Linked DNA regions of Bombyx mori: region 2 is linked to region 1. The links are chromatin contacts, called in public Hi-C maps. All regions are on one chromosome and are shown on one strand. The core of a region is the stretch at or near the end of the contact, and the rest is flanking DNA. Distances in the headings are between cores, read along the strand shown. Region 1 overlaps LOC101745243. Region 2 holds the start of LOC101745243.

Evidence for each region. Hi-C and Micro-C count contacts between places; a contact is called where the count stands out from the background.
Region 2: a contact with region 1 is called in a Hi-C map of whole pupa, with 2.4 times the contacts expected there. The contact joins the promoter of LOC101745243 here to the enhancer-like site in region 1. A contact is called at or near these places in 3 of 7 Hi-C or Micro-C datasets (all in whole pupa).

Annotation. Positions count from the first base shown.
Region 1 is chr15:505,644-512,407 of ASM3026992v2, reverse strand. The region is part of intron 2 of LOC101745243; the gene reads left to right. Among protein-coding and RNA genes, the nearest start is that of LOC101745243, 34 kb to the left of the region's middle. Within about 2 kb of position 3,242, at least 3 of the 8 cell types and tissues checked have open chromatin away from gene starts, as enhancers often do.
Region 2 is chr15:539,824-546,587 of ASM3026992v2, reverse strand. It overlaps LOC101745243, which reads left to right and starts at 3,278. Exons shown (of 13, transcript XM_038015819.2): 1 at 3,278-3,619. LOC101740103 (pseudouridylate synthase TRUB2, mitochondrial) reads right to left here and starts at 1,828. Exons shown (of 5, transcript XM_004928652.5): 1 at 1,356-1,828; 2 at 960-1,151; 3 at 411-627; 4 at 1-67. The coding sequence starts at 1,479.

The sequences.
Region 1 (6,764 bases), core at 1,993-4,492:
TTGGTAATGTTTTGTTATGTCTACACTGTACCCCTCAGAGTTATGATTACGATGCGTTAATACATGATAGGAATATTTTTAAAATAATAGTGTGCTAGTATCGAGCGACGATACTACACACGAGGCGCCATTCTTTTAGCCTCACCGGTAGTATACTGTTTGATTTAAATGATGAGCACTCGTTAAACGCTTTCGTGGATTAAAGGCTTATCACATTCAGGTTAATTGAACGGAAGTTGCCACGGTCCTGATAAACTTCGTCGTAAATTTACTTACTTATACAGTGTACTGAAGTTAGGATTAATTATTAAACAATACATTTCAGTTATTTGAAATTTATCAAATAAACGATTTGGGTCTTATTAGAAACCGCTCATTGACGGTATAAATCGATATCGAGTAGAACGTCATTGAATAGGTAATAATAATAGCAAAATAAGTAGCTCCGGTAACTCAAAATGAACAATTGACACTTACAAATGTGTGAGCGGCTCCTGGATGTTAATACAAGTACTAACCTGGCTCGTCTTTAATGCGGCGATTGTAACGTATTTGTAAAGTGTAATCTATAAAGCAATCAGTACATTAACTGAAAAACGAACAAAGAATCCACAGTCTAAACCAGCGAGCCTTGTGATCTGATATTTAGAGACTCTATTTTTGTATATCATAGAGATAAACTATGGATGAAATTTAGGTCGTGAAAGGGGGGGAAGGATGAAATTTTTATAGAATAAATACTTTCCAATATCAAAGGGTATACCCACCCGTGTACGTACTACCACTCTGCCTTGTTTATATAGTCAAAGTTGTTATAGGATTATCGATTGGAAACATGATTACAATATACCCACCTTTTTGATAAATTTTAGGTAACACGGTTGCTGTGTCTGTTTGTAGGCTATCCAGTGTAAAACTGCCTAAACATTTCTTCTTAATAGTTCACACGAAAATGCGATAAGTCAATTAATAACCAAACTAGGTTAAAACGAACTGGCACAAGTTGCAATGGAGCGGACGCAGTGGAAATGACTAGTTACCGAGGGGACGAGTGGAATGCGCAGTCGTCCGGCCATCAGCCGGCTCCATACTGTCTCCGCTATACAATTGACTGGATTAATGGATATACCAGCCTTGGAGACCAGGGCACGGAACGGATGAGGCAGATTACGGCTAAACTTGACGAAACTTTGATTAAATTGCGATGAGGTGGAAAATGACAGGATGCTACCTAATAAATACAATGTGATGTGATAATTAGACGTGATCCGGATATAGTGACGCATACGAGTACTCCCAGTTGAATATCAATTGGTTAAATGAGTAATTTCGTGAAATATTTGAATGTGCTTTAGATTAACAGATTTAAGTTGAAAGAATTGAATTCGTATTAACATTGAAATAAAGACCATCCTTAAAATTGAAATTTACGAATGCTTTGTGGCAGAAATTGGTAGGGCGTCTATAATGCTAATAAATCTGGGAAGAACTCTGTTTCCCAAGAGCACCGTTACTTGTCCTTCTTCAAATGTGCCCTGAAAAGATTTGGCAGCTGTTGCAGCCCCTTATTGGAAAGAGTTGGCAACGATGGCAGCTCCTTGACTGTGATCTTGGCATTGCGCTCGGGCGCCACGGGCGAGTTTCCAATCGCGACATCAGTGTGCTTAATGAGAATTTTTTTAACGTATGTAAAGTATATAACATAATTTGTATGGATTTGCAACATTTGCCGCTAGGGGCGCTGTTCCAACTGCATACATATTTGAGTTAACTTTTACGTTATCGAGAACGTTAAAAAATTGCACTAAGAGGCAACATTTACCGTGCGAAATATTAAATAATTTTCACCTTTCAAACAAACTTGAGTCGTGCTAATGATGTATAAATTTTCTTCTGCAAATAGTTTGTGTGCTTTTGTAATTCTTATGTGGAATTTGTCACGTGCATACGCTATCGTCTCCGTTGAATGTTAAACAATTGAGCGAAATCACTGAAAACTTTAAAAGAACCATCACGGGAATGATCAATAAATATGAAAATATTTCAAAAACTATATCAAAACATATTTAGAGAACAAAACTGTTGAATATCGGTGATTGATTTTTTGAATATTTTTTTTGTGCTTTGATATCAATAGTTTTTACCTTATTGGTTTAAAAATAAGAGGAGAGAGGGCATGACGACTCACTAAAGATTTATTTTAATATCCACTTCTCGTACAGCCACAAAATAACTAGACCCATGTGAGCGGTGTTTATAGAACGGACATTAGAGGAGAAGGGAAAGTAAAACATTTGACCAGTCTCTTAAATAGAAAAAAAAGCTGGTTTCTCTGTTGTGCCTGAAAACCTAAAAGAACATAAGAAATCACTAGGGACCGCAATCGTTTGTGTTCTATCTTGAGGAATAGGATGGTCGTTATTTTAAAAAACCTGATCGAGATTTCGATCTCAAGCCACAACGTCACAGCGAAAGTAATGTTAGAATCATCTGTCCACCCACGTCAATTTAAAAATTCTGGAAGTGATTTTAAATGTCTGGATGTTGTATGGACGGTTCATGCAATCTATTCATGTTCATATTTGTTTACGGCGCCGGCGGAGCCGCGGCTGTCTAGCGCCACTATTTATGTTATTTCACACACCTCTTTTGTTCTTTATGTAAAATGGATCAGACGATTAATAAATGGTTTTAGTTTTACTTTAAATATAGTTGTCCAAGGGCACACGAGGCCGCCCAGACTGATGCTGTTTTCGTTAATGCTTGCCGTTGTGGTACGAGTAGATGACATTTCATAATGATGAAGACGTTTCAATATTTCATTCACAATAAACAAATGCACGATTAATTGGAATCTTTTTATGTAATATTTACTTTGTCAATAGCGAAATAAGTTAAAGTATTTCGTAAGATCTGCTATCAACAAAAAGAAAAAAGAAAATAACGTAGTAAATTTTCAATAACGGAGGAAATAATGAAGAGTGGATGCCACGGACACACCCGCATAATGACGGCGATGATGTCATATGCATTGTTTTTGTTATTTTTCAATTATTCCACCATCGAATTTAAAATGTTTTTCTAATTCAGTCATTTATGAATGGAACGATATAGGTTTTTCAATTAAAAAAAATAAAAATGTATTGATAAAAATGAAAATGAATCAACATCCATATTGAATCCGTAGGTAGGTAGATATGATAAGCTTCGTTTAAATTTAATTTACAAAATGTAGGCGTATCATCGTATGTTGCAGTTTCTGTATGTCGTGCTATTCTGATAACGTCTAAAATTGGTATAACATTGTTACATTGTAACATTAAAATTTTCAACGCTATTTTATATTTTGATTTTACTGATGTATTGTTGATCGTGCCCTAAAATGGAGGCTAGCTGAAAACTAAAAGTTATAATCGCGTTAATATTTTTTACACAGAGTTAAGTAGTGTAACGTATTATAAAAAGTAATATACGTGCTCCATGCTTCACCATGCGTCACCAAGCAGACACCAATGGAGAAGGAGATCCTTACGCGGAAGTGGCATTGGATTGGTCACATATCCACCCACCTATCAAAGAGAGCACTGATCTGGAAAGTGTCTGGCAGAAGGAAGAGAGGGCGCCCCAGAACAACTTGGCGTCGCTCGGTGGAGCAGGAGCTAGGTCTCTTGGGCATGACGTGGGAGGAGCTGGAACAGACTGCTTAAGACCGATGTAAATGGAAGGATTTGATTCGAGCCCTACACCCCAGCAGAGGGTAACAGGAAAGAAAGATGATGATGCTTCGCGGGAGACCCCACTGCTTTAAAATACGAGTCTCTGACCAGACCTACCAACATTTTGGAAGCCAATTTGAATGTGGTTTCGGTGATTCCAATGATGGACTGCCCCGGATCTTGAGTTTGTGCTAAAAATAGTTATTACCTTAAATTTTGATAGTAAGATTCCATTTTGGTACTCTGTACGATAGTCGCAGTAAGTAATCGTTTCCCGTGTGAAAGGGGCGTGCTTTCGCGCGACGTCGTTTCATTACCAGCGGTAATTGCATCAAGATCCATCTCGGTGCACCGTTGCAACGCACTCAACGATTTACTTTCACTGGCGCTATGTGCGCGATCATACTTTTAAATCCCGGTTTTGCACTCGCGCGATGCTCGCGTGAACTGTATAAAGTAAATGTGAAGTCGTCGTGGCCTAAAGGATAAGACGTCCGGTGCATTCGTATCTAGCGATGCAACGGTTTTCGAATCCCGCAGGCGGGTACCAATTTTTCTAATGAAATACGTACTTAACGAATGTTCACGATTGATTTCCACGGTGAAGGAATAACATCGTGTAATAAAAATCAAACCCGCAAAAATAATAATTTGCGTATATAATTACTGTTGGTAGGACCTCTTGTGAGTCCGTACGGGTAGGTTAGGTGTCCGCCTATTTCTGCCGTAAAGCAGTAATGCGTTTCGGTCTGAAGGGTGGGGCAGCCGTTGTAACTATACTGAGACCTTAGAACTTATATCTCAAGGTGGGTGGCGCATTTACGTTGTAGATGTCTATGGGCTCCAGTAACCACTTAACACCAGGTGGGCTGTGAGCTTGTCAACCCATCTAAGCAATAAAAAAATGTAAATTTTTGTATCGCATACAACTACAACCTGAATGTCTTCAGCCTTCGTTTTCAATTGCGTTGGAGTAGTACATGTTGTATTGCTCAAAACAAGACGACGGATACCAAGCTCGTCACCAATTAGGCGATTTATAAATTTTGCCGGTTTAATTTTACGGGATAATTGCCAGGTAGTCTTCATTTACCTCGTACTCCATAGACTCCTCCGAGCACCACGAGTAAATAAATAATAACTTGGTAATTAATTTTCTCTTCACTTTCCTTGGCGTAATCGGAGCGTGGTCAGCGGCCCGTGGTGATATGGTTACGGCATACGATTTCCATTTCTTACTTGTCCTTTTTTCTGTATAAACAAACGTCTGTACCAGGACGTCCACGTTTGACTCCTCGTTGTCGACAGTTTCCGGTTTCGGATGTATCCAGGACTAGACACGTAACCCTCTTGATGCCATGTATTCATCAGTTCGCAATCTTGTACATGCGAAACTAATTCCTAGGTTTTGGGAATACGGATAACACGGAAAATATTTACCTTACCTAACGCAGTAATTTCGGCAAACGTCACTGACTTTTTGTTTAATGAGATCATGGAGTTCAGAACGCGAGGACGACAATGGCCTGACGTTATTTTACAACAAGGAAAGTACTTTTCTTTTTATAGATCATTGATCTTGTAAATGTGTCTACTAAATCGATCTGTCGATTCGTTTGTCGCCACCTTCATTCCAGTTTCTGTTTGAGCAATTATAAGACATTACTTGAAACGAAAATTGGGTGACTAAAGGTAATATTCATTATTGCCCGATACTGTACATGTCTTGCCTAGAACGTGCGACTTCTGAATAGGAACCACGTTTGTAAGTTGGACTGTAATAATATAACCATCTATAGCATTGTCAATCTGCTCTTTTTCATTTAACCAACAAAGAAATTAACTGAAATAAGAAATTTATTGTTCCTACTGGAACTGAAGAAAATATTTTCTCAAATTTCATTAATATGATATTCATGTCACGAAACATACCGGTAATTACCAGTTATACACCTTACAGCACAACTCTAAACCGTGGTCGACCACGCGTGAAAACGTAGCTAAATACCACATTTCACTCTGACCATTACCGAGAAAACTGTCCAAGAATAGAGTGCTTAACTTCGTTTCCACTTGTTTTATAAGTTATCTGGAGTTTGCTACACCCGTTGACTTTTCCGTATTTACCTGCGTAACGTTTAGTACTTTAAATAAAAAGTTGAACTCCAAAATGAGGTCGTTTTAATGTAGAGTAGTCAGCGGTGTAGGTACTATAAACAGCCGATTGCTTTCGTCGATGTCCGTGAATAAAAGCGATCATGCACAGGAGAGAACGCGGACTGAATTGTTTGGGAAAATGAGAGAAGTCCTTTATTGAAGTGAAACTTCTTTAGATACGTTCAGAGTAAAATTTAATAACTTGCGACAGATTCGTTACGGCTAGAGAGAAAAGATACAATTTAGGAAGAGCGAGAGTGAGAAAATATACAGAGCAACTCGCGAACCACTCGACCTTCCGACCACAGCATTCCTTATTTCAAAAGAAATTTGATTTAAGGATTAAAAATGCAGAAAATTACAATACTACACACCACAAAAGAAGATTCACTTCTTTCACGTGCACCAAGTTGCACTCACACCATTTTTTTGTCAAAATAAGATGTCCAAAATTTCGTAAGCCTGATTCAGGTTGAATTTAAATGTAGACGTCGATTGGCGTTTTGTTTTTAATATTTTACTTCTTAAATCGCAAACTATTTGCAAAAGTACCTACATAAATAGTGAAGTTATAAAATAAATTGCCCATTAATATTTCCATTTCACTGGCAGCATCGTGCGGTGTTTGTTTATACCGCTATTAGTCAAACCCGTCTGCCGCGCGGTATCCACCTGACATCTGTTAGCGGGCTGCTTTCGACCTGTCAACACCGCTTCGAAATCTGCAACAGCGAATATAAACGTAGCGCGTTCTCGTCGTGGCGTGGGTGCGATCTTCTCATCAACAAATTTCCTGTAAAACCTCCGCGCTTGTTTACACACCCAGCCTCACTCCCGGTTGCTATTCCAGCTCTTAACAACAATCGGGCGTTAAAAATATGTAGCACACGT
Region 2 (6,764 bases), core at 2,029-4,528, 34 kb before region 1:
CGGTCTGATTGGTCCTTCTACTGCTAGATCATACATTGTCTGAGAATCCATGTGTACACCCGATAACCTGAAAGGTAAAAGAAATTATGGACAAACTTAGTGTTGTCAGTATATGCAAATGAAAATTACACTTTTTATCTGCTTGTTTTATTTTTTAATTTCATTTTTATGTACTTTGATAATGTGGTGTAGGTATATTCAGGCTTTCACTTTCATATATAATGATCAAGCATCTAGTGTATCAGTGGCTACTGCTAATCTGCTTACTCATGCTTATAATAAAAACAGAATGGAATGGCTGGACTAGATCATTAGTCAAGTTGTAAATAGTGACGGTTAAATTTGTACTTGTAATTTATGCTGAAGAATCTATCCTGAAGATTTTACACATCTAATTTATGTATACTTACTCATACATAGCTTTTTGGTGTGCTGCCTGCATATGGGCAACTACTCTGTCTATCTTCTCTCGACTAACGTGTTTGTGCATAGAACGTTCAACAGTCTTGCCATTCCAAAAATATGTGTCAGTAGCTTTACCAAGTTGCCCATGAAGTTTGTATGCTCTTGGGAGTCTTGCTGTGTTCAACAGATAGGTCAGTTTTGTACCTTCATTAATGCCTAACACTAAAAGCAAAAAAATAACAATTGTCACACTTAGTGAAATTATATAGTGATAGTGAAATATTTTCTTCTCTAAAAAAATTTTCACTAACAAACCAAAAGAAGTTAAATTAATACATATATATATCTAATTTATATTTATATATGTTTTGTTGGTAGCCTGATCTCAATAAACCAAGCTAATTAAGTTATTATGTTGTCATTGATCTCAGACAAGTGAACAAATTTCCTGGTTGGACACCATTTGAAAAGAACCTCAAATTTTTAGTGTGTTATAAGTTTAAAAAAGTAACATTGTATTCGAGGTAGGTTTCTTCACATAAATGTTAACTTACACAGAACTCCACTGCTGAAGAACCCTAAATGAGTAGCCCAGCTGCAGCGAAAGTCTTCGTTTATGAACCTAGGACCACAGGCTAGAGGGTTGTCTGCATAGTTAGGCACCAAACACACACTCATCGGTTCGTTTGTGGCCCCTATAATCTCCACTCTTTTCTCTTGAGGACCATTTGGTAATGCATTCAAGTCTGGAAAAAAAATAGTTTTGCTTCAACTTGGATGGGCTTTGGTCATTTTTATGGTCAGATCGTCTCTCGTCAACTAATATCTTTGACATCGAGAATTCAAAATCTTTAAATTTTATATTCGTTTACGATTAAAGTAAATCTAGGTGAGGTGTATAATATTGTTTAGTTATATACGTGAGATTTAACATTAGTTAGAAAACTAACCTCTACATAAATGAGTTATAATTGTATGCTGCACTTGTTTAATGGTGACACATGGTGGTTTGTAAACACAAACCAAGCCATTTAAAGCTTTATACGCCAATGCTCCAGTACATAATTTCGCCATTTATCATGCCAGTTCCCAACAAAGTTCTCAGTTGAACAAAATAATCAAACTTCAAATTTTTCAAAACATCTTCGTTTTCGGTTTGATTTTTTCAATTGAACTGGTAAAGGGAGAGTAGCACACACAGCTTTCTCGATTTGAAAATTAAATAATTATGGGAGCATTTCGAGAACTTCATGTTGTTAAAACGTTCCATTATGACTTAATAATTTAAATATTGTCAGAAGACTGTTGAATACACGTTCTGTTAAATATACATCATTTTTTAAATTACACTGCATTACTATTTATTAGCAATATCTTCTTTATCATGAGACCAACAAACGTCGGTTTCTGGACACAGGGGTCCATTACAGATAACATCCACTGGATTCCCGCGACCTTTATGCCGGCCACTGACATTCGTACAATGTACGAATATTTGCGCGCATGTGAAGGGCCGTCAAACATTTATTCGCAAACCTAGCGGCGCGGCTGTGCAAATGGGTTCGCATACTCAATTTGCGAACCCGTTTGCGCTTCCTTCTACACTTGTTTACGAATGTCTCACGAATTTCTCCTCCTTTTTAATTCGTCAATAGAACATTGAAGAGAAAAAGAGTTTTTAATTCTTTCCCAGACATCATTAACAGCCATGCTGTTTTTATGGGATTTCTTTTGATGAAGATACGCTACACAGTAGACGTCCCGAACTATGAAAATGGCGTATAGTATACGTCCGTTACCTTCGCAATCGTCGGCGCAACTGGGCAAGCGAATGTGTGGGAGACTACGCGAAGGTTCGAGGTTCGCGCGCTTTGATGTCTGTTAAAAAACCGACACAGCTTGGAAAACCACGAATGCAGCGAAAACTTTGCATAATCATTCGCAAATGTCGTCCCACACTTGCGGGTTTGCGTATTCGTGAGCATGTGAGTGACCGGTGTTAGTATATTGTCGGATCACCTTCTGGGAGTCATAAAAAAGCTGTCACTCGGTGCGCGATCACCATTCACGCAAATACTTTTTTGTTTTAATTTTATTCTATTATGGAGTTTTTTTATGATTCGTCTGAAAATAGAGATTGCCTAATTAGTTGTATGTTTGACGATTTTTTTTCTATTTAAGCTGTTATTGTAACGTTCATGCCAGAGGGAGCTGTTGATAGCCGGAAACCAAGTGATTTTGGTGGAATACTGACAATGCCAGCACTAAACAAAAAAATGTGTGCGTGTACTAGTGTACACACGTAAGAAGTGAAACTTGTTTATGGCCTTATTTTTCGAAAAATGATCTACATGCAACTTTCTAGAAATTGGTTAAATAAAGTTAAATTAGATAAAGTTTAAACAAAAGGATTTTATTATCATAGACATGAATACAAAAAAGTTAAATTAGATAAAGTTTAAACAAAAGGATTTTATTATCATAGACATGAATACAAAACAGATGGCGCGTAACGGAAAAAAGTGACGCGTAACCGAAAAATGTGACGGTAAATTTTTTTCCAACGCCGATAAGGAAGTTTCACTTCAAAAATCCTAAGGCGTTCAAAACTAAACTTTTTCATTTTTTTGTTCAAACGTGGTTTCACAAGAATACTCGGAGGTATTCATTATGACGATGATGATGACTCGGAGGTAGGCATTGCTAACTTTTGTACATGACTACAATAAAAATTTTGAATACATAATTTTGGAGTATTTGTAAATGTGTATCTTAAACTTCGGGAGACAATTTTTTTTGTATTAATTTTACTCTTATTTTATTAAATACTAAGGCAGATGGTATAAGTACTAGCACTAAAGAACAGCTGACATACCTTGTTCTATGTATTGTTTCTTCAAATAATCTGTGATCATAAATGTCAATTGTCATTGTCACGTCGTCACGATTTACTCAACATGTCAGTTGTCTTTTAACTACCTAGACGGGAGCGGCGAGCAATGGCCGATTGAAAGTCTCGCCACCGTTGATATCACTCGACGGCATACGTGTTCCATTATTGTGTTCCAACAGGAATTAATTCTTCCCGTGTTTTATTATATACAGTAAGAGTTAAAAAATTTAATACGTTGTGGTTTTATGAATAGTGTAACAGTTTAATGTGTAGGTGTTCGTGAATTCGTCGGACTCTAGTTTCGTATGAAACCATTGAACTGTAAGTTGAATGATTGGATTATTTTTATTACTTGTTGATTTTGTAATTCAGTTTCGTCAGAAATTTTCTTTAGACGTTTTATGAGTATTGAACATGGTTTCCATTTTTTCAGTTTTATTTCGCCTGACCCTAATGTTTACTTCCAAACACAGCTTACATACATACGACTTATAGCAAGACACGCGCCTCATTAACTTTTGATTTACTTACTACATCTATTACGAAAAAAAAAGTAAATTTATAATTTATTCAATTTTCTAAATTTAAAAAAGAAATTGAACAAAACAAATAATTAAGGGACCATGTACTACATTTTTTTTAAAATCTAGCAACAATTATAATTATCACCTGTTAAATAATGTATGTTGTAAATATTCATGCTTTATCACTCCACACCAATTGTGCAATATCAGCAATATATATATTACTAAGCACTTATTGGGGTTATTAATATATAAACACACATTAATTTCACGGCACAAGAAGTAAACTGGTATATCAATAGAAATCTCATAGTAATTATTTTTGAATTTGGCATACTTTATGTATTCTTATAATTGTAAATAAAACAAATATTAGCTTAAATCATTGAACTTCATTAAATCTCTGATTCCTAAACACCTAATATCTTTTAATTGAGGAATAAAACAGTACATAAATTACTATTAACTATCTAAAAAATTTCTCTTAACAATTTTCTCATTAAGGGCACATTTAATGTGAAAATATATTTTTGGATTTTCGCATTAAATATGCACACAATATATTATAATGTATTGGATTAATTGCAGTGAAAACATTTCTCAAAACCCTAACAAAGTTACAAAGTGAGTGATGTTTCATTTAAATGATCATAAACATGTTTTGTATATAGTCTAAAATCAAATAATATTGTCAACTTGTTCACAAAAATTTTAGTGTGATGAATGGGTAGTTGCCAAGCATCAAGAAGCATTTATCCTTTTTGTTATTGGTGGACATTTATTTGCAGTTTATGACTTTTTTGGTATGAAAGAGAACATGAAGAGAATTGACAAGGGATTGTAAGATATTGCCACGTATAATCATCACACATAAGATATATCTCTGAAATATTAATGTATCAATTTGAAATAAATTCTGATGAAGTAGTCACAAAAATATTTCTTCTTTCTGATGGTATTTGTTAATAAGACAATAATGAATAAAATTATTGGATCCTTGATATGTGTAAAAGAAACGTAAGGTGCAAGATTCTATTATACAGATTGGTCGAGCTAAGGAAATTGTATTATAGTGTAGAAAAAAGAGTTATATAGGTGATGCAATTAGAAGTCTTCTTCTTTTTCTTCACCTTATTCCACTACTACTACTAGGGCTGGTGCAACTAATTTTTCTCTTGCATTCTATTCTATCAGCCTTCATCTCAACACTAATTCCTCTCTCTCTCTCCCTCATATCGTCATTCACACACTTCATCCATGTCTTCTTCGGTCGATTAGAAGTGAATTTGGCAATAACGTCAAACTAAAATATGGTTTTGTTTCGTCAAAATTAAAGCAAGTTATTATAAGATTTTTAGGGTATTAATGGTTCTGTCATACACCACCAAACAGCCAAATAGATGATTCAGGGTTGATGATTCTGATGTTTAAAAAAAAAAGTACTTTGGTACATTTTGCTTTTGCATTAACTTATGCTATCAATTTTTTCTTGTGAAAAGAAAACACCCAAACATGCAAATATGCAGTAGAAGCCTTTCGTTTTTAATTTTTTTATTTGATAAGTCTTGAGACTTTTCAGTATGTTTTCTACATTATAGCCAAGTGGATCCTTTCTTTGATTGTTCCTATAATGTATTCATTCATCTCAAATGTTTTAATAATTTTTATATATTTGGAAATTTGTGTATTGCATGCAATGTCAGTGCACCTTTGCCAGGAAGTAAGATAGTAGTTAGTGGTAGTAGTAATAGTAAAATGGAAATACTATTATAAATTCTTGTTGTTTTTTTTTATATTTGTTAGGTGGGTGAACGAGCTCGCGGCCTGTCCGATGCTAAGTGGTTACCGGAGCCCATAGACATCTACAATGTAAATTCCGCCACACACCTGAGATATGAGTTCTATGGTTTCAGTATAGTTACAACAGCTACCCCACCCTTTAAACCGAAACGCATTACTGCTTTCCAGCGTAATGCTGTTTATAGCGTTATTCGTAGCGTAATTCCACGTTTTGAATTCTATTTACATGCGGCTCGCGTACTACACCGCAATACGAAACGATCTGTTCAAAACTCTTCAATTCGTTTGTTCGTTGTCGGTATGTGAGGCCCTCTCCCAGACCAACGGTCGTCTCCAAGGCTGTCGACGTGTACGCAAAACGCGCCAAGGTTACCCCGTTTCAACACCGAAGGCCGATCATCGGATCGCGCCTCACGCATCTCTCATATTGATGAAACGGATGTGATTTGGATTTTTAATGCCTCATCACATCACATTTTCCTCGTCGGACGTCCGAGAAATAATAAAATACAATATCATTTTCTTTAAAAATTAACATAAATTATTTTACCTGCCGTTTTCATGGGGTTAACGTACTGACTCTTCACGGAACTGGGTAATCCTTATAAAGTTTAATTTGTATTAATTCTTGAAATGATAAGAGCACTACACAAATATTAGCCAAATTTGAATTTACTGCGACTAGAGGCATAAGATACAGGATGAGACTAGAGGCTATTGTTATATCCCATCATGCGTCCGTGTATCCGCTATTTTCTTATTTATTGACTTATTTATTTTTTATTTAGTTATTACACTTCATGTAAAATTTACATTGGCGGACTTGATGTCTAAGACATTCTCTTCCAGTCAACCAAAGGTAGTGCAGAGTAAATGAGTTATTTATCATCTCACTAATCTTATCTTCTCCTATCTTAAATAGAGGCTATTAAGTGTGCGAAGGCCCGCGCTGGTTATTGGCATCGCTTTATACATTTCAGGAGTGAAGCTATCACGCGTTCTGGTTTGTGTCTCTATTTAATTCAAATGAGACTGATTCCGTGTGTCCAAAGTGGCCGATGTCATTCACATGGTTTGGTTCTGGAAACAGCATAACACAAGATGCATATTGTGTGCTCGTCGCCTGTGCTAATAAAAAAATA